Regions from separate parts of the Mus musculus genome. Here region 1 is linked to region 2. The links are chromatin contacts, called in public HiChIP or PLAC-seq maps. All regions are on one chromosome and are shown on one strand. The core of a region is the stretch at or near the end of the contact, and the rest is flanking DNA. Distances in the headings are between cores, read along the strand shown.

Region 1 (3,088 bases), core at 93-2,592, 170 kb after region 2:
GCATCTAGAATCACCTAGGGTGCCAACCTCTGCGCATGTCTGTGAGGGAGGAGTCTTCTAGATTGGCTTAGCTGAGGTAAGAAGACCGTCCCTGGATGTGGGTGGCACCGTTCTATGGGCTGTGGACTTGAGCTGAATAACAAGGAGAACATGAGCTGAGTGCCTAGACTCATCTCTGCTTCCTGCTCACAGATGCTACCTGGCCCCTGCCTCAGACTCCACACCACGCCAGGACTGCACTCTCAAACCATGCACCACAGTAAATCCTTGCTCCATTAGGTTGTCTTGTCATTTCAACAGGAAAAGTAGCCCAAGCTGGTCCTCAGAATGGAGCTCGAGGAGACAACAGACAGCTCCCTCCTCCCTCTTCCCTCCTCCCTCTCAGTGACTGTGGTTTCAGCCCCTAGCCTGTAGTATGTGATCAGGCAACCAATCAGATTAAAACCTACACCTCCTATGCTTTTAGAGCTAATTAACACAGATGTGGAAATGAGAATGACCCACCAGCCACAAAGGAAGACTCCCATGAAGATCGTATAAACTAGAACCCGCTCTGCAGAAGCCTGCAGGATAAGCATTTCCTGCTGCCCTCCTGCCCACAGCTTGCTTCGGGCTTCACTGTGGGTTCACGTGGGCCAGAAGCTGCCAGCACAGCCCCTGTGTGCACAGCCCAAGATGCATGCCTTTGGCCTATGAGGGAGAGAGACAGAGAATGTAAAGATGAATCTTGTTAACTTGACAGAATTGAGAACTGGATACAATCCTCCTGGGCTGGGGTCTTGGACTAAACAAAAAGGAGGAACAGAGCCTGGCACCAGTATCCATCTCTCTCTCTGCTTCCTGACTGAGGATGTCATGTGACCAGCATCCATCTCTCTGCTTCCTGACTGAGGATGTCATGTGACCAGCATCTCTCTCTCTCTCTCTCTTTCTCTCTCTCTCTCTCTCTCTCTCTCCTCTCTCTCTCTGTCTCTGTCTCTCTCTGCTTCCTGACAGAGGATGCCATGTGACCAGCTGTCTCCCACTCTGGCTTTCACACCATCCCCACAATGACCTTGAACTGTGAACCAAACAACCCTTTCCTTCCTTAGACTCCTTTTGTTGCTGGATCTTATCAGGAACAGGAAAATTATTTAATACAGAAAAATTCACTTCTCAGGCTCGGCCAGTCTGGGCTATGCAAGTCTAATAAAGAGGCACAAAGATTCCAAACTCCCCAGGCTCTAGGAGGACGCCCCACCAGGGATCTCCTGGAAGCTCCGCCCACTCTACACGCTGCAGGAACACCTCGGACCTCAGAAAGGACGGGCTTGCAGGAGTCTGCCCCGCCCATCACACACCCATTAGAAGTAGAGCTATGAGGCTAGTTGAGCTGGCCCGCTGATTGGTTATATGGTCTTGTGCTTCCTTTTAACTTCTCTGGGCTTCCACTTCTCCCTCGGCAAAACACACAAGACCACGCCTTGCAGCTGCACCGCGCAGATGCCTTCCGAGCTGTCCTAAAAGCTGGGATCTCTCCGGCAGTGCAGGGTGAGTATTTGGTTAGGAGGCTGCTTTCTTTATCCCTTTTATGAGAAAAAGGACAGACCAGCACCAGTTCCACCTTCCAAGTCGGAAGCTTGGGCATGTGCTAGTCAGACCATTTACCCGTTATCACCCAGCAAAGATGTGATAGCTCTGGAGTCTTCTCCAGGAACCTGCTTCAGATCCCGTATCTCAGACACTGTTTCCTAGTGCCAGCCTTGCTAGTCAGCAGAGAGAGAGAGAGAGAGAGAGAGAGAGAGAGAGAGAGAGAGAGAGAGACCTGACCAGGGTGGCTGCTGTCTTGATATCATAGCTCATCATTTTGTGTTCAACTTCACAGGACTGCAGACTAGCTCCCAGATACTTTGTAACAAATGACACCAAGACAGTGAGCTTAAAACAAAACAGTGAGGTTCAGGGGTCCAAGCCTCTGGCCAGGTCCTCCACTTGTGCTCTCATGAAGCTGCCATCCTAGTCTGAACTGCTAATCGTCTGAAAGAAAGATCCATCTTCAACTCAGCCAGTTGGTGTCTGTCAGTTCCTTGTGGGCTGTCAGGCTCGCACTATGTGGGCTGTTGGACCTGTTTCTTTGCTGACGATCAGATGGAGACCACACTCTACTTCTGGCTAAATAGCCCCCTCTATCAGCAACTCAGAGCTTATCCAGCTGCTTTGCCAAAGCCAGCATGGGGTGGAGGGCGGGGGGTGGGTATCATGGTCATTTGGTCAGGCACAGTCCCACCTTCAGACACAAAGGTGGCAGGAGTCATGGAGAACAATCTGGTGGCCACCATGTGACACGATAGTCACACAAGCATGTCCTCAATTTCCAGATTCAGGAAGAATGTCAAGAACAGGTGAAGGACCCACCCAGGCTCAGTTCAGTGGGAAAACGTTCTCAACAGCTTTGATGTCCCTGAGCTACATGCAGGTGGCGTTGGTACCTGGCTGGCTGCGGCAGATCCAGAGCAGAAACCACATCGGTGGGAGCCAGGAGACTGAAGAGCTTCCCTTCCTACTGCAGTCCTGTTACCTGGGGTTGGCCGGTCTGCATAGTGTGGAGTCAGCACCAGCTGAGGATGTACACATCGGTTGACATTGGCCAGTGCTGCTGCTTCTGCCTCTACCCAAGTGGTCATTGTTGGGAGGGAGGTCGTTGGGCTCCAGAGGGCAGGTCGAATGTTGAAACTACCTGAAGTTCAGACCAGCTCCCAAACTGAGCCTTCGGAAGAAAGGCCTTTTGTTAGGGGAGCCTCTGGAGTGGGAAGAGAGGGCAGTCTCCCTCCCCGAATAGGAAGTCTGCTGGTGGTGATATCTAATGAAGACTTTTATGATAGAAATGTAATTGTTAAAAAAAAATTTTTTTTTTACATCGGTCTCAGAGCTTTCAATCCAAGAGCTCGATCATTCCCTCATTCATGCCCTAAATAAGCCCTAATTAATCTCGAGGCTGGAAGAAAGGAGGCTAGATTGCAGCTTTCTCTGTAAGGACACACTTCATATTTTGGGGGAGTTTGAAGAGGCTCTCAAGCACTTCCCTCAGTGGTATTTTATCAGCGGCTCA
Region 2 (3,367 bases), core at 119-2,618:
CACTTCTGTTTCTGGGCTGGGCTGTCTCATTTTGCAGTAGGAACTGATAAAATACAGTCTCTTCTGGCAAAATCTCCTTTAACCTCTGGGAAGGAAATGCATATGAAAAGGTTATGAATGAAGTATGGGGGCTCTGGGGTGTGACTTAGAGGTAGAGTGCTTGGTGTATACAAGGCCCTGGGCATCCCTCCCCACAAACACAGGTAGGCTACAGGTGGAATGTGATGAGCCAGACCAAGTAGGGGCTTTCTGCAAGTCTCAACCATCTACAGTCTTCCTTGGGACATCAGCGAAAACTGGGACCAAGGAGCTGGGGAGATAGCTCAGTCCGGCAAGCAAGGGGACCTAAAACTGAACCCCCAAATCCAGGTGCTGTGACTCATGCTTGTAGTTCTAGTACTGGCAAGGCAGACACAGGCAGGCAACTTGCAGGAGGCCAACCTAGCCCAGCTAGTGAGTCAGTCTCGGGACCAGTGAGAGACCTGGTCTCAAAACAGAAGGCGGGGCTGGAGAGATGGCTCAATAGTCAAGAGCACCTGCTTCGCAGTCCCCATACCAGGCACCTCCAAACTGGCGGTAGGTCCAGCTCCAGGGAGTCATATGCTTTCTGTTGGCCTTTTCAGGCACTGCACCTATGTGCTCAAGGCTGTTCACAGCCGCACACACATAGTTTATAAAGTAAATAAAAGACAAGGTGTATAGCGCCTGAGGCACAACATCAAGGTTGACCTTTGACATCCGCATGCACGTGAACGTGCAAGTTTCTCTCTTGTGCTTTCTCTTGCTCTCTCTCTCTCTCAGGAATTGAGTCCAAGAGAGAAAAAGGAAAAAGACAGGAGCAGGGAGATCCACTGGATTCACTGGAAACGGCAGTGACACCGGCTCAACCATACAGAGTTCCAGCCACATCTGACACGAGACGACAGGTCTAGCCTATGCTCAAATAAGGTAGGAAAGCCCACAGCTTAGCTGCAGGAGAGGAGGACTGTCCCAGCCTGCTCATCTGAGTCGGGCAGGGTAGAGGAGCGCGCCTCAGGAAATGTCAGGCTGAGCCCTTGCCTCCTGTGTATGGGCAGCCCCATCTCTACCTCCCAGCACCCCCTTCCTCTCCTGTAGGACGGAAGTGGATTCCAGAGCCTGTCCCCAGGAACCCCTTCTGCTTGTGGGTGGGTTGGGTCTTTGAGTCGGACGTTCCCATTGTTGATGGTTGCTCCTGATTTGAGGTTTGCATTCTGCCTAGGGGATGGCGCCAGGTTTACACTGCGGCAGCCTGGCAGGGCTGCCCCTCCTCCGTAACCATTGCCAGCTACTCACCCTCACAGTGCCTTGTGACAGCCCTGGCTGCCCGGAGCTGCTCAGCCGAGCAGGTTGCCATGGAGACGAGCCCGTGTAGGCTTCCCCATCAGTTTGCCAGCAACTTTTCAAGAAGGCTTGGGAGCCCCGGGGTTCCTGTGCAGGCGCAGGCGGTGAGCAGCATGGAGAGGCACTGGGAATGAGAGAGGGGTCAGAGGTCATCACAAACCTCTGTGTGTTGTATAAGTCTCATTTCGATCCTGCCGTGAGGATTATCTGCTTGGTCGGGTGAGGGACAAGTAGTAGGGGGTGTTCTGGACCCCAGACTGTAGGTGCTAGGGAGACTCCTCATGCTTGGAAGAGTTGGGGGTAGAGGCTGTGCAGTTTTCTTTGCCGCGCTGGAGTTTATCTGCTACTTCGGCTTCATCCAGGGGTGGAATAGGAGAGGCTAGGGGCTCTGGAGGGCTCCTCTTCCCTGAATGGACTAAGGTCCTCACTGGTGGAATCTGTTATCGCAGGTGCAGGAAGCTGGAGAAGGGACTGATGTTTTGATTCCTCTTGCTCTCATGTCCCCTTCCCCTTCTGCCATGAAGAACAGCTCCTTCCAGACGCTGCTGGCTCCCTTGGGCTTCCCAGCCCGCAGAACCATGCAGCCAATAAGCATCGACTGCATATGAGTTGCTCAGCCGGGGGTATTTTGTTATCGAGGCAGAATTAGAATATGGACCAAAACCTTGTGTGTCTCAGGTAAGGTTATGGTGTGGGCACAGCACACAGTTGGGGTCATTATGCTTAAGGGAGCCCACAGTCCAGCGTGGCACGACCAGGAGACTGATGGGGACGGGTGCTGAGGCTGGGCTGCCTACAGACACTTTTGATTTTTAAAGGTGATTTAGTCTTATGATCTCTCTCTCTCTCTCTCCCTCTCTCTCTCTCTCCTCTCTTTCTCTCTGTGTGTGTATAGTTGAGTGTGTATACCCGAGGAGGCCAGAGATGTCAGATCCCCCCTAGAGCAGGAGTAACAGTGCTTGTAAGCTGCCTGACACAGGTTCTGGACCTTCTGATGAGCAGTCCACATTCTATAACAGCAAAGCTGTCTCTCCAGTTCCCCAGACACGTTTTATATTGCTGGTGGCTGAGTTTGTGTACACTTTAAAATTCGACGAGGAAGTGGGGTGGGGCTTGAGCAGGGGGATGCCATCGCATCACGGGTGTGTGGACACAGTAGGGGGCAGGGTAACATGGCCTGACACAAGCCATGTAAGCCACGCATGGAGTCAGAGAGCTAAATGGCACACGGGAGCCAAAGGCGTCCTGGGAACCACACTTCAGTGGGGATAGTTGCTTAGGAGCAAGTGAACAGCGCTCACTGAGGCTGGAAATGGATCTTGTACTGGGCAGCAGACCCAGGGCCTGAGCAAGCCAGACAAGCACTCTACCACTGAGTACACCGTACACCTTGGTTTTCTATGTAGAAGTTGTGTGTAAAGAAAAGAACCTTGTAACTATAGGCACCCAGCTGGTGTGGCTGTGAGCCTGTATCCCCCGTCCCTTTCCTGGGTATTCAGTTAAATCCTCTTCCCCCTGGCTCTCCAGGCAACCTCATGCCTTATGCCCGCCTCTCTGATAGAGTTAGTAGAGGCCTCTACTTTCCCAGCTGCCTAGCCATTCTGCCACAGAGAGTAAGCCGGCTGTGTATCCAAACAGCTGATTGGATCTCAGAAGCCAGCAGGTGCAGGCTTTGATTCAAAGATTCAAGGTCACACCCTTCCACCTCCCAGTTCTCCCCGCCCCCCACCACCCCCAGAGCACGGAGCTCTCCTGACTGGAAGAACTATCTCTAAAAGCCTCTCCTCCCACCCCACCCTGGCAACTCTCTCAGAACAATAAACTGAATTGTTTAAATTTAATTTGTTAGACGTCTGATGTTTCATTTGAAAAATATCTAATGAATAATAACATTTGATAAATAATAAAATTTAGCATCTATTAACTCGGGCTTAAATAATAAACAGTTTAATTGCTTAATCTGATGTCTATTTTTTTAAAAAAATAAAACAGGAGGGAATCCTCA

What was found. HiChIP or PLAC-seq counts read pairs in DNA pulled down with a chosen protein or histone mark.
Region 1: a contact with region 2 is called in an H3K4me3 HiChIP or PLAC-seq map of craniofacial prominence, with 4 times the contacts expected there. The contact joins the promoter of 2900041M22Rik here to the enhancer-like site in region 2. A contact is called at or near these places in 1 of 39 promoter capture datasets (the SN4741 cell line), 1 of 15 datasets of contacts at CTCF or cohesin (large pre-B cells), 4 of 484 Hi-C or Micro-C datasets (the N1E-115 cell line, embryonic fibroblasts, embryonic stem cells and 1 more), 9 of 115 datasets of contacts at active chromatin or transcription factors (cardiomyocytes, craniofacial prominence, embryonic basal ganglia and 5 more) and 1 of 9 other capture datasets (embryonic stem cells).

The regions. Positions count from the first base shown.
Region 1 is chr11:117,609,905-117,612,992 of GRCm38.p6, forward strand. 2900041M22Rik (RIKEN cDNA 2900041M22 gene) reads left to right here and starts at 1,343. Exons shown (of 2, transcript NR_015489.2): 1 at 1,343-1,530; 2 at 2,358-3,088. It overlaps Gm35170 (a long non-coding RNA gene), which reads right to left. Exons shown (of 4, transcript XR_003949818.1): 4 at 1,919-2,746.
Region 2 is chr11:117,435,548-117,438,914 of GRCm38.p6, forward strand. Gm11732 (predicted gene 11732) reads left to right here. Exons shown (of 5, transcript NR_166733.1): 2 at 802-948; 3 at 1,241-1,466; 4 at 1,812-2,040; 5 at 2,258-3,203. Among named protein-coding and RNA genes, the nearest start is that of Gm11732, 11 kb to the left of the region's middle. Within about 2 kb of position 1,369, at least 70 of the 459 cell types and tissues checked have an H3K27ac peak or open chromatin away from gene starts, as enhancers often do. A contact at or near this core is called in the N1E-115 cell line, craniofacial prominence and forebrain, where this site is marked.